Linked DNA regions of Oryctolagus cuniculus: regions 2 and 3 are each linked to region 1. Evidence: chromatin contacts called from public Micro-C data. All regions are on one chromosome and are shown on one strand. Each heading gives the region's core, a stretch centred on a gene start, on an enhancer-like site or on the middle of the called end of the contact. The rest is flanking DNA. Distances are from core to core; before and after follow the strand shown.

Region 1 (4,188 bases), core at 1,125-3,624:
TGGCACTCTGCTGTAGCGTGCAGATATGTAGTGGCCACCTAACCCTCTGCGTCACAATGTTGGCTGCAAAATACCTGGTTTAGCTTTTGATTTCTGTATTCATGGTTGTAAGGTTGTGGTTGAACGTCTCGTATTTCAGTTTCTCTAAACCTGTTTATTTTATCTTTTAAAAGATTATTTATTTGAAAGGCAAAGTTACACACAGAGAGAAGGAGAGGCAGACAGAAAGCGAAGAGAGAGAGAGATCTTCTATCCGCTGGTTCACTCCCCAATTGGCCGCAACAGCCAGAGTTGCACCAATCCGAAGGCAGGGGCCAGGAGCTTCTTTGGTCTCCCACGTGGGTGCAGGGGTCCAAGGACTTGGGCCACCCTCTATTCCTTTCCCAGGCCATAGCAGAGCACTGGATCAAAAGTGGAGCAGTCAGGACTTGAACTGGCACCCATATGGGATGTCGACACTGCAAGCAACAGCAGCTTTACTCACAATGCCACAGCGCCGGCCCTTGAACTGCTTCTTTATATCCTTTGCCAGTTTTGTTTTGAATTGTTGGAATTTTTCTCATTGATTTGTCACAGTGTTGTTGGTGGTATGTTTTCCAGCTTTTCTCCCTGATTTCTCTGTAGATTTTGTCTATGGGGAATGTGTATACATGTGTGTATGTGCATTCTTGTGTATGCTTATGCATGCATGCGCCTATATACAATATCCATGTTTTTTGTTAAAGATTTATTTTATTTATTTGAAAGGCATAGTATCAAAGGGGTAGAGAAGGAGAGAGATCTTCCATCTGCTGGTTCACTCCCCAGATGGCTGCATCAGCAGACTGTGGGTCTGTCCTGAAACCAAGAACATGGACCTCCATCCTGGTCTCCCATGTGCATGGCAAGGATCCAAGTACTCAGGCCGTATTCTGTTGCCTCCCCAGGCACATTAGAAGGAAGCTGTATCAGAAACCAAGCAGCCAGGACTTAAACTGCTGCTGCAAAAATGGGACGCTGGCTTTGCAGCTGGTGGCTTAACCTACTGTGCCACAATGCCAAATTTTATTTTTTTTTGTCACACTTGCAAATATTTTCCCTCTTATTGCTCTGGGTTTTGTATCATTTTTTTTTTTTTTAAGATTTATTGTATTTATTTGAAGTTGGAGTTGCACAGAGAGGAAAGGCAGAGAGAGAGAGGTCTTCTATCCACTGGTTCACTCGCCAGTTGGCCGCAACAGCTGGAGCTGCGCCGATCCAAAGCCAGGAGCCAAGAGCTTCTTCCGGTCTGCCACGCAGGTGTAGGGGCTCAAGGACTTGGGCCATCTTCTACTGCTATCCCAGGCCATAGCAGAGAGCTGGATTAGAAAAGGAGTAGCCAGGACTAGAACCGGCACCCATATGGGATGCCAGCACTTCAGGCCAGGGCTTTAACCCGCTGCGCCACAGCGCTGACCCCTATGTCATTCTTTTGAAAGCTTACTTAACAAAGGCAAAATCCACAAAGGACAAGATTTAACTATATGAAAATGAAAAAATATCTTATAGGTAAATAATACTTGTACATGCTAAAAAATATGGGGAGAATAAAAAAAAGGAGAAAAGCTTCCCACAGTCTTAACCAGTGATAGGTCAGCATACTATTCCTCCAGGGTTTCCCTCTACTTAACCTTGTGCTGGCTTGTGTTATTGTGAGTCATTAGTACATAACTCTTGAAGAAGTAACTCTGCTTACTGATTATGCAGGCCTAGCTGCCTCCTGCTGCCTGTGTGAGCGCTGGTATGGCTCACTAGAGCCTTGGTAGCTGGTAAGCAGTTAGGGTGGGCAGAAGCTAGAGCAGGGAGTGCCAATACTGAAAAGTCATCACAATGGCATTCAGAAATGTCTTCATATAAAAGTGACTGCAAGTTGTATTTTCTTTCCTTTCATTCTGTTGTGCAACTTTCCCTCCCTGTTTAGTAATGTTCTTTTTACAGTGCCTGCATTTTTTCTTTTAAACCATGGAAAGGCAGCCAAAGCAAAAGGGTTTTTATTTCACATTTGAATCAGAGCTTTAAATAGAGATCATTGTACTTCTGGGGGGGCCATTGTGCTGGTGGCAGTATTAACCACAGAAAACTCTAGAGTTTTCTCTAATAAGGAACGTGAAATTCAGGAAATCTAAGTTGGGATTGCTTCCTTAGCCTTCTCTCTCAATCTCTCTCTTTTTCTAAAAAAAAAAGATTTATTTATTTGAAAGGCAGATAAAGATATGGGATAGAGAAAGAGATCTTCCATCTGCTGGTTTGCTTCTTAAATGGCCACAACGACTAGCTCTGGGCCACCCTGAAACCTGGAGCCAGGAACTCCATCTGAGTCTCCCATGTGGGTTGCAGGTTCCCAAGCAATGTGGCCTTCTGCTGGTGCTTTCCCAGGCACATTAGCCAGGAGCTGGATCAGAAGTGGCACTACCAGGACACTAACTTTTTGCTTGTATGGAATGCCGGTGTCTAAGGCTGGGCTTACTCCGCTGCACCACAGTGCCAGCCCCTTGGCTGTCCTGTGCTTCAGGAGGCCTCCTTTCAGTGCTCTGTTTTTTTGTTTGTTTTTGTTTTTATTTTTTTTTAGTTTTATTTACTTGAATGGCATGTCAGAGACAGAGAGCGAGAGAGAGAGCGCCTCTGTCTGCTGGTTCAGTACCCATATAAGCTGCAGCAAGGCTGAGCCAAGTTGAAGTCGGGAGCCTGGAACTTCAGGCAATTCTCCCATATGGGTGGCAGGGACCCAAGTACTTGGGTCATCATCTACTGCCTTCCCAGGTGCATTATCAGAGAGTTGGATCTGAAGGAGAGCAGCCGGGTTTTGAACTGGCACTCTGATATAGGATGCCAATGTTGTAAGTAGCACTTAATCCATGTGCCACAATGCCAGCCCTACGTTCTCTCTTTAATAAAATCTCAGTGAATAAGTGGAGATAAGAAAAATAATATGAAGTAATTAACTGTGGCAGTTACTTACTTGAAGTACCTGAAGTAGCTGAGAAGGAAGGGTGTCATTGTGGGTGAGAGCACATTTCATGGAGAGAGAGATGTATCTGGACTTGGTTCTTTTGAGCAAGGATGTGGGAGCACAGATTCTGTTTGACATCTGGGAAACTCTGCCATCCTAAACAATTGTCTTGTCTTGGTAGCTTCAAGGCATTGCTTTGGCTAGTTTCTGGGAATATTTCATCATATTGTTCAATAATTTACAAAGCTTAAATAAAAAATCATGTGAAGATTTAAGAAAATTCTTTTCTAGTATGATTAAAAGCTTTGTGTGACTAGTAGACTCTAATTATTGCCAGTCTGTTTCCCATAATTAGCTTTACTGTCTTGAATCCATGTGTATGAATTCATAATATAGATTTGTTGTCTATTCCAGTTCTTAATCTTGGTCTCAGGTTCTCTCTCACTTAGGACTCTTAAAAAATGATAAGAAAACTTATCCCAAAGTGGTAGAAAGAAGAAAAAGGAATTTGTCACTGAAAACTTTCAAAGAACATTAGGTATGATTGGTTCAGTGTTTAAATAGGGCATTATCAAAATTTTGCTTCTCTTTGTCTTTGGGGTGCTGATTTGATTGCCAAACTCTTTTTTTTTTTTTTTTTTTTTTTTTTGACAGGTAGAGTGGACAGTGAGAGAGAGACAGAGAGAAAGGTCTTCCTTTGCCGTTGGTTCACCCTCCAATGGCCGCCGCGGCCGGCGCGCTGCGCTGATCCGATGGCAGGAGCCAGGTGCTTCTCCTGGTCTCCCATGGGGTGCAGGGCCCAAGCACCTGGGCCATCCTCCACTGCACTCCCTGGCCACAGCAGAGGGCTGGCCTGGAAGAGGGGCAACCAGGACAGAATCCGGCGCCCCAACCGGGACTAGAACCCGGTGTGCCGGCGCTGCTAGGCGGAGGATTAGCCTAGTGAGCCGCGGCGCCGGCGCCAAACTCTTAATGGAGCAAAAAAGCTGTTAACCCCAGCCTCACATCATTCAGGTTGAAGTCTAGTGATTGCTGGAGAGAAATAATCCTTACTTATCTCATGTTCTGCCCATTCAGTCTTAGCTTGAGTCTTCTGCACGTTTCTATTTTTATTTTATTTTATTTATTTATTTATTTATTTATTTATTTTTGACAGGCAGAGTGGACAGTGAGAGAGAGAGACAGAGAGAAAGGTCTTCCTTTGCCGTTGGTTCACCCTC
Region 2 (4,188 bases), core at 980-3,479, 100 kb before region 1:
AGTTTCATGAAGAAGGGAAGGGAGGTAGGTTATGTCCAAGGCTCCCTGGAGTTGGCACCGTGGCGCGCCGATGTCCTGGGGAAGAGTCTCTGTTGAGTGGCCGCATTGAGCGGCAGAGCGAATGGAGGTGAGGCTGTGTAGACCGGAGTGGTCACTTAGGAGGGCGTTTCAGGCAACGAAGCAGACAGCAGGGGCAAAGACGTGGAGACAAATCAGAGCGGCTGGAGGTGCAGGTGTGTAGGAGGGAGGAAGAAGGGTTGAGGACGATGCTGAGAAGGAAGGCACCGGGGGCAGGTTTTGGTCTAACAGGTCAGGTGGCTGTAGCCCTTACCAGAGGGTTTGGGTGTGCGTCCTGGCTCTACGCCAGATTCCAGCTTCCTGCGAAGGCACTCTGGGAGGCAGCAGGTGGTGGTTCAAGTTCTTGGGTCCCTGTCACCCCACGTGGGAGACCTGGATTGAGTTCTCAGCAACATGCTCCGGCCTGGCCCAGCCCCAGCTGTTGTCGTGGGCACCAGGGGAGTGATCCAGATGTGAGCTCGCCCCTCCCCTCCCCCTCCCTCCCCCTCCCCCTCCCCCTTCCTCTCCCTCTCTCTTTCTGTCTGGGTAGAAGGTGAATAGGCTTGAACTCAAAGGAGAAAAGAAAGGAAAACTATTTCGCGAGTGCCTCCCACGTCCTTCACCCACATGGTCACTTCATCCCCAGGTTTCCCGCTGGGACAGCTGTTCAGACAAGTTCAACAGTGCGTTCAGAGTCACACGTCTTAGAAGCAATAGATTCCGATCTGCGTCCCATACAGGAAGAGCTGGACGCACGCTCTCCCAGGGGGTGGCCCTTTCATCCAGCCGTAGCATCAGATGTGTCAGCCAAAGCAGAGAAAAGGGCGTTCAAAAACCAAAGCCAAATGCAACAGGAACATGGCTTAAGAGCCAAGTGGTCCATCCGGAAGTCAGCCTGTCACAGCCAAGAGAAGTCAGTCTACAAAGCCAAAACCCCACCCGGCAACTGGTCCCAAAGCCAAGTTACTCACAAGCAGTGGAGCCCGATCAAGAAGAGGGTGGAGGGCGGACAGGACACTGCAGAGGTGAGTGAGCTCCCAGCCAAGCCTCATGCCTCCTCCTCCTCTCGACCTTCCAGCCCCAGGGAAGACACGGCAAAGGCTCTGGGCCCTCCAAGGACACGATGGGACACATCTGGGGGGAGGACTCAGTCCCCACCCAGTGCTCCACGGAAAGGACTTTGACTTTGTCCTTGCACTTGTAGAATTACACTTAAATTGCACCCTAGAGTGGGAGGGAGTGAAGATCCCGAAAAGAGCATCCGGCACACGCCTGCTCTCCGGGATGCTCCAGGAACCCGGAGCCGCTTGCCCGCCCACCCCGTGAAGGAGACAGTCTCTTAAACGGATGAGGAAAGGGAGGCTGGGGCAAAGCAGGTGGCTGCTCCAGTCCCAGCTTGGATGGAGAGCAGAACCGGAACTGGAATGCAGGTTGTGTTTTATGCAAATTCGATGCCTCCTTCTGCTATGGAAAAAACCCAGGGGTCAGGGAAGGCTCCACGAAGGAGGAGGAGGAGGAGGTGCCAGTGGTGTCCAAGTGGCGGCGCCCCAAGTGCAGAAGAGGACAGGGTCTCTGGGAAAGGCACAAAGGGGCAAAGCAGCTTACGGAGCCAAACTTGGCTCCTAACGGACAAGAAGGGTGCGGCTCCTAGCTGGGGGCCTGGGGTGCAGGAGGTGCGGGGCGGGGGTGGACTGCGAGAGTGCACTGTCAGGGCGGTGAAGCTGCAGAGTCGGCACGCCGCGGGGCAGCGACGCAGGAGTCGCGCGAGCAGGCTGCGGGTGCTGACGCGGGCGAGGAGACGCGGCCCCTCCTGCCCTGCCCTGGGGGTGCAGCCCAGGCCCTGGAGCTGCAAGCTGAACCAGGAACGTCTAGGCGGTGGGGGGCGCTGCAGGCGCCCTGAAGGGGACTGTCGTGGGGAGGGGGGGACACCTGCGGGCCGGAAGGGCGGGACCGCGAGACCGGGGGCGGGGGCGCGCGCCTGACGTCCCTCGAGGGCTCGCCCGCGGCGCGAGAGGCCGCCCGGACGCGAGCGCGCGCGAGGGCGCTGCAGCCCGCCGCGCCGGCCGACAACAAAGGCGGGACTACAACTCCCGGCGTGCTCTGCGCGGCCTCCCCCTTCCCCGCGCACGGCCGCGCCCGCCCGCGCGCCCCGCCCCGCGGCCCCGCCCCTCGCCCCACCCCAGCCGGGAGGCTTCGCCCGGGCCGCAGCGCGGCGGCGGCGGCAGCGGCGGCGGCAACATCCCTCGGGCCGCCGCTGCTCCGCCCCATCCCCTCTGTTTTTCTCCGTCAGTCTCCCGCGGCGGCGGCAGCGGCGGGGGCGCGGGCGGAGGCAGCCGCAGCGGCGCGGGCTGCGATGACTGGTGCCCCCGGCGCGGGTCAGGACTCCAGGTGAGCCTCTGCGCTCGCGAGGGCCGCGACCCCGCCGCCCGGCGCCCCGGCCCCGCCATGCATCCCTAGCGGAAGGAGGCGGAGGCGGAGGAGACAGCTCTGCCGCCCACCCCCATCGCATTCTCCTCTTCCTTTATCTCATTGTTGCCGCGGCTGTTTACGGCAGCGCCGCCTCTGCCCCGGCATGGGGCGGGCTCCGGGCGCTGCCCTCGGGCCGGCGCTGCTCCCTCGGCTGCCCGGGGACTCCGCCTGACCGTGCGTCTCCCCCTCCTCCTCCCCGCTGGTGCAGCAGCGGCGGGGCCACGCCAGCATCCCCACCTTCGGAGGCCGCATGCGGATTGAGGCGCGGCGCCCGGGGGCTGCGCGGCCCGCGCCCATCCCGACCTAGGGCAGCGAGCGCACAGCGGGACTCTGCCGGGCGGCAAGATGGCCAGTAAGACCAAGGCCAGCGAGGCCCTGAAGGTGGTGGCCCGGTGCCGCCCCCTCAGCAGGAAGGAGGAGGCTGCGGGTCACGAGCAGATCCTGACCATGGACGTGAAGCTGGGCCAGGTGACCCTGCGGAACCCCCGCGCCGCGCCCGGGGAGCTGCCCAAAACCTTCACCTTCGACGCCGTGTACGATGCCAGCTCCAAGCAGGCAGACCTGTACGACGAAACCGTGAGGCCCCTCATAGACTCGGTGCTCCAGGGCTTCAACGGCACCGTGTTTGCCTACGGCCAGACGGGCACCGGCAAGACCTACACCATGCAGGGCACCTGGGTGGAGCCCGAGCTGCGCGGCGTCATCCCCAACGCCTTCGAGCACATCTTCACGCACATCTCCCGCTCCCAGAACCAGCAGTACCTGGTCCGGGCCTCCTACTTGGAGATCTACCAGGAGGAGATCCGGGACCTGCTCTCCAAGGAGCCGGGCAAGAGGCTGGAGCTGAAGGAGAACCCGGAGACCGGCGTCTACATCAAGGACCTGTCTTCCTTCGTCACCAAGAACGTCAAGGAGATTGAGCACGTGATGAACCTGGGGAACCAGGCGCGGGCGGTGGGCAGCACCCACATGAACGAGCTCAGCTCCCGCTCGCATGCCATCTTTGTCATCACCGTAGAGTGCAGCGAGCGGGGCACTGACGGCCAGGACCACATCCGTGTGGGCAAGCTCAACCTGGTGGACCTGGCTGGCAGCGAGAGGCAGAACAAGGCAGGCCCCAATGCAGCCGGGGGGACTGCCGCACCAGCCGCGGGTGGCGGCGGTGGCAGTGGAGGGGGCGGGGGCGGCGGGGCTGGTGGCGGAGAGAGGCCCAAGGAAGCTTCCAAGATCAACCTCTCGCTGTCAGCCCTGGGCAACGTGATCGCCGCCCTGGCGGGCAACAGAAGCACCCACATCCCCTACCGGGACTCCAAGCTGACCCGGCTGCTCCAGGACTCTCTAGGGGGCAATGCCAAGACCATCATGGTGGCCACGCTGGGACCAGCCTCTCACAGCTACGACGAGAGCCTGTCCACCCTGCGCTTTGCCAACCGAGCCAAGAACATCAAGAACAAGCCCCGGGTGAACGAGGACCCCAAGGACACGCTGCTGCGGGAGTTCCAGGAGGAGATCGCCCGCCTGAAGGCGCAGCTGGAGAGGAAGGGGATGCTGGGCAAGCGGCCGCGCAGGAAGAGCGGCCGCAGGAAGAAGGCCGTGTCGGCCCCGGCCGGGTACCCCGAGGGCGCCGTGCCGGAGGCCTGGGTGGCGGAGGACGAGGACGAC
Region 3 (4,188 bases), core at 947-3,446, 72 kb before region 1:
CCTCTTCCAGGCCAGATCTCTGCTATGGCCCGGGAGTGCAGTGGAGGATGGCCCAAGTGCTTGGGCCCTGCACCCCATGGGAGACCAGGAGAAGCACCTGGCTCCTGCCTTTGGATCAGCGCAGTACGCCAGCCGCGGCGGCCATTGGAGGGTGAACCAACGGCAAAAAGGAAGACCTTTCTCTCTGTCTCTTGCTCTCACTGTCCACTCTGCCTGTCCAAAAAAAAAAAAATATATATATATATGTTTTTGTTAAGGAAAATTTAGATAGGCATTGAAAGAATGAAAATATGTCCATTTAGTGGTGATGTCTGCGAACATTTGAAAATAAACTTTCCATATTTTATGTTTTTTAAGATTTAGTTATGTATTTGAAAGGTATAGTTATAGGCTTTCCTTTCCTTGGCCTTTTGCCATTATGGGGCTTGCTGCAGCCCTGCGCCTCCAGGGTGCGTAGCCTTTGGGCCACCCGCCCCCATGTTTCCTGGCCTAGGTGCTCCTCCATGTGGCTGGTTCCTGGTAGTCAGTATGAACCCAGATTTACCTCTCTCTCTCTAGATAAAGCCCTCACTCTCCTTTGCATCTTTTGCACTGAATAAAAGCTTAAAAATGTTAAAAAAAAAAAAAGAAAGAAAGAAAGATGGAAAGGTATAGAGACAGAGAGAGACACACAGAGAGAAAGATCTTCCATCTGCTGGTTCACTCCCCAAATGGCTGCAACAGCTAGGGCTGGGTCAAGTCAAAGCCCAGAGTCTGGAACTACATCTGGGTCTCCCACGTGGATGCAGTGGCCCAAGCACTTGGGCCATCTTCCATTGCTTTCCCATGCACATAAGCAGGAAGCGGGATCAGAAGGGGAGCAGCCAGGACTCAAACTGGTGCCTGTATGGGATGCCAGTGCCACAGATGAAGGCCTAACCCACTATAGCACAGTGCCAGCCCCTCCCCCCTTTTAAAGGCTTACTTTATTTATTTGAAAGGCAGAGTTCTGGGGTGAGGGGTCGGGGGAGAGCTAGAGATGGGGAGATTTTCCACCTGCTGGTTCACTCCCCAAATGGCTGCAGTGGGTGGGTCAGGGCTGGGCCAAGCCAAGGCCAGGAGCTTTATCCAGGTCTTCTACGTGGGTGCAGGGGTCCAAGCACTTGGGCCATCTTCCACTGCTTTCCTGGGCGCATTAGCAGAGAGCTGGATCAGAAGCTGAACACTCGAACTGGCACCCATATGGGGAACTGGCACCCCTATGGGATACTGGGGCTGCCAACGGTGGTTTAACCTTTTGCCCCCAAACTTGCTATTTTTTTTAAGTTTTATTTATTTATTTGAAAGTCAGAGTTACACAGAGAGAAGAAGAGGCAGAGGGAGAGGGAGAGAGAGGTCTTTATCCACTGGTTCAGTCCCCAAATGGCCGCAACGGCTGGAGCTGCGCCAACCCGAAGCCAGGAGCCAGGAGATTCTTCCGAATCTCCCATGTGGGTACAGGGGCCCAAGGACTTGGGCCATCTTCTACTGCTTTCCCAGGCCATAGCAGAGAGCTGGATCAGAAGTGGAGCAGCCAGAACTAGATCCAGCGTCCATATGGAATGCTGGCCCTGCAGGCGGAGGATTAACCTGCACCACAGCGCTGGCCACAAGGAATATATATTTTATACAGAAAATATTCAAAATATATCTATCTGCATAAGGGTAAAAGACTAAGGCAGTTATGCACATAGTATTCTCCACTGAATACAAATTATATGAACAGTTAAAACCAATTGTTCTAAAAAGAACTCCAAGAAAGAAATTACTTATAAAAAATATTTGTTAAGAAATAGCAAATAATACTGAGATTTTTTTTCCTTTTCTTTTCTTTCTTTCTTTCTTTTTTTTTTTTTTTTTTTTTTTTTTTTTTTGTCACTGTCCAGTTTGCAGTGTCTGGTGACTGCAGTATTTAATATTTATTTCAGAACTTAAACAAAAAAAATTAACACAAACACAAAAGACAATAAAAACGGACCCAGGAATTTTTTTATATGAAACAGGTTTTTTAAATTACTTTTTCAAAAGCAGTGGTGGTTAGAATAAAGTAAAAAAACAATTCCGTCATAATTGCAATCCCAGTTGTGACTGTGACCCAGCAGAGGGAGCCGGGCAGGGCAGCCTGGCGGGCCAGGGACCTCCCGAGCATCTGCCCCACGTCGCGCTCTGGCGGTCGGGACTTCCAGCTGGACTTCTGGAGCTCAGCTCTCCTCATCCAGGGCTCCCTGCCGTGGAACGAGCCCCCCAGTCCCCAGAGGAAAGGCTCCCACCCTCTGCCACGTAACCTAATCAGGGCTGGGAAACAGAGAAGCGCTTTCTCTCCAAAGCATATTTAACTAATCAGGGCATTGTCGCGTCCGCTGCACGCGGGGGCTGGAACACGCCGCTCGGCTGTGGCCTGTGGTGTTCTCGGTTTGGGAACACGGAGCCCTGCTCAGCGTGAGAGGAAAACTCATTGTCCGACAGAAACTACCTAAGGTCACGCTGTCCCTGGAGCGAGCTTTTGCTGGAAAAACATTTTGCTGCCTCCTCCTCAGGCGACAGGCAGCTCCCCCCACGTTCTCCCCCAGCCTCCTCTAGAACAAGGGGTCATTGTCAGCCGTGCGGACGCCTCGCGCTCTCGCGCTGGCTTCTCCACCATCACTCTGCAGCCATGGGGGAAGACAGAAGAAGTCCAGGTGATTGCCTGCCGCCCCCCCACCCCAGTCTTGTGTTAAAGTGACCGTGACCGTGCAAAAAACATTTTTGCAACCAGCTGGAGCAGTGACTGCTTTACAAATATGACCTGGATTTCCTTTGTCCTCGTGTTTATACAAAATTGTCTTCTAAGGGTAAGATGTCTGAGCGTGTCCCTAGCCCTCTGCTTACAGTTCACAGTGTTCCGTTGGAACTGTAGCCCTCTGGCCTCAGCCACCCCAACACCTGCAGTTCTTTTCAAAATATCAGCCAAAGGGAGAGACTGGGTTTAGGGCTTAGATCACGCTCAATTCTAGTCGCTGCTCTGCCGCTTACACAAGGCCTTCACCTCTGGGAAGGTGAAGCGGGGAGAATAACGTGTATCTCGTAGGATTGTTGAGGTTGAAATGAAGTCCTGTAGCCTTCCAGTCTGCACCTGTCCTAGAGGGCCAGTCCTTTGCTCTAAGAAGAAGAGGAAGTTGAGCCGGTTTCATCTCTCGGGAACACTCTTAGCTCCCCGTTGAGCCCCTGGATTTATTGTTATTGAGAGGGAGAAAGAAAGAAAACGCCCATCCTGTGGTTCACTCACCAAATGTCTGCAATGCCTGGGGCTGGGCTAGGCCGAAAGCAGGAGCCAGGAACTCAGCCCAGGTCTCCCTCGTGGGTGCAGGAGAAACAACTCATTGAGCCACTGCTGCTGCCTCCCAGGGTCTGAATGAGCAGGAAACTGCAGTCTGGCACCCATGGAGCTGGGACTCAACCCAGGTACTCCAGTGTGGGAGACCGCTGAAGACCAGCGTCTTGGCCAGCACCACGGCTCACTAGGCTAATCCTCCGCCTGCGGCGCCGACACCCCAGGTTCTAGTCCTGGTTGGGGCGCCAGATTCTGTCCCGGTTGCTCCTCTTCCAGTCCAGCTCTCTGCTGTGGCCCGGGAGTGCAGTGGAGGATGGCCCAAGTGCTTGGGCCCTGCACCCGCATGGGAGACCAGGAAAAGCACCTGGCTCCTGGCTTCGGATCGGCGCAGCGCGCTGGCCGTGGCAGCCATTTGTGGGGTGAACCAACGGAAGGAAGACCTTTCTCTCTGTCTCTCTCTCTCTCTCTCACTAACTCTGCCTGTAAACAAACAAACAAACAAACAAAAAAACCAGCTTCTTAACCGCTAGACCGAACACCTGCCTGAGTCCCTGGGTTTCTGCTCAGGCCTGTGAGAATTGAAACAGGGAGATGGGGAGAAGGGGCAGCCCTCGCAGGCTGGGGTGGGGCAGCGTGACAGAGAAATGAGCAGAGGGAGACCACACAGAGGTGAGTCTGGTTGGCCATGTTGGCTGCCTTGAAGGACCTGGAAGGAAACACCCAGCGGTGTTGGGTGCCTGTATTCAGAACAGGGGAGGGAAGAGGGTGATCAGACCCGGCCAGCAGTGGGAATAATGGCGTCAGCCTCTGGGATGGAGCCAAGAGATGGTTTCTTTCTTTTATTTTTTTAGTATCAAGGG

The links. A called contact is a pair of places that touch in the nucleus more often than the background predicts.
Region 2: a Micro-C map of ear pinna shows a contact between it and region 1, with 3 times the contacts expected there. The contact joins the promoter of KIF3C here to the enhancer-like site in region 1. A contact is called at or near these places in 3 of 6 Hi-C or Micro-C datasets (ear pinna, psoas muscle and an unstated tissue).
Region 3: a Micro-C map of ear pinna shows a contact between it and region 1, with 3 times the contacts expected there. The contact joins two enhancer-like sites. A contact is called at or near these places in 2 of 6 Hi-C or Micro-C datasets (ear pinna and an unstated tissue).

Annotation. Positions count from the first base shown.
Region 1 is chr2:176,906,822-176,911,009 of mOryCun1.1, forward strand. All of the region lies in intron 1 of ASXL2 (ASXL transcriptional regulator 2), which reads left to right. Among named protein-coding and RNA genes, the nearest start is that of ASXL2, 36 kb to the left of the region's middle. Within about 2 kb of position 2,375, at least 1 of the 8 cell types and tissues checked has an H3K27ac peak or open chromatin away from gene starts, as enhancers often do. A contact at or near this core is called in ear pinna, where this site is marked.
Region 2 is chr2:176,804,275-176,808,462 of mOryCun1.1, forward strand. It overlaps KIF3C (kinesin family member 3C), which reads left to right and starts at 2,230. Exons shown (of 8, transcript XM_008254660.4): 1 at 2,230-4,188. The coding sequence starts at 2,872.
Region 3 is chr2:176,834,840-176,839,027 of mOryCun1.1, forward strand. The region is part of intron 5 of KIF3C (kinesin family member 3C); the gene reads left to right. It overlaps LOC103347721 (a long non-coding RNA gene), which reads right to left. Exons shown (of 3, transcript XR_007918313.2): 3 at 1,857-4,188. Among named protein-coding and RNA genes, the nearest start is that of KIF3C, 30 kb to the left of the region's middle. Within about 2 kb of position 2,197, at least 1 of the 8 cell types and tissues checked has an H3K27ac peak or open chromatin away from gene starts, as enhancers often do. A contact at or near this core is called in ear pinna, where this site is marked.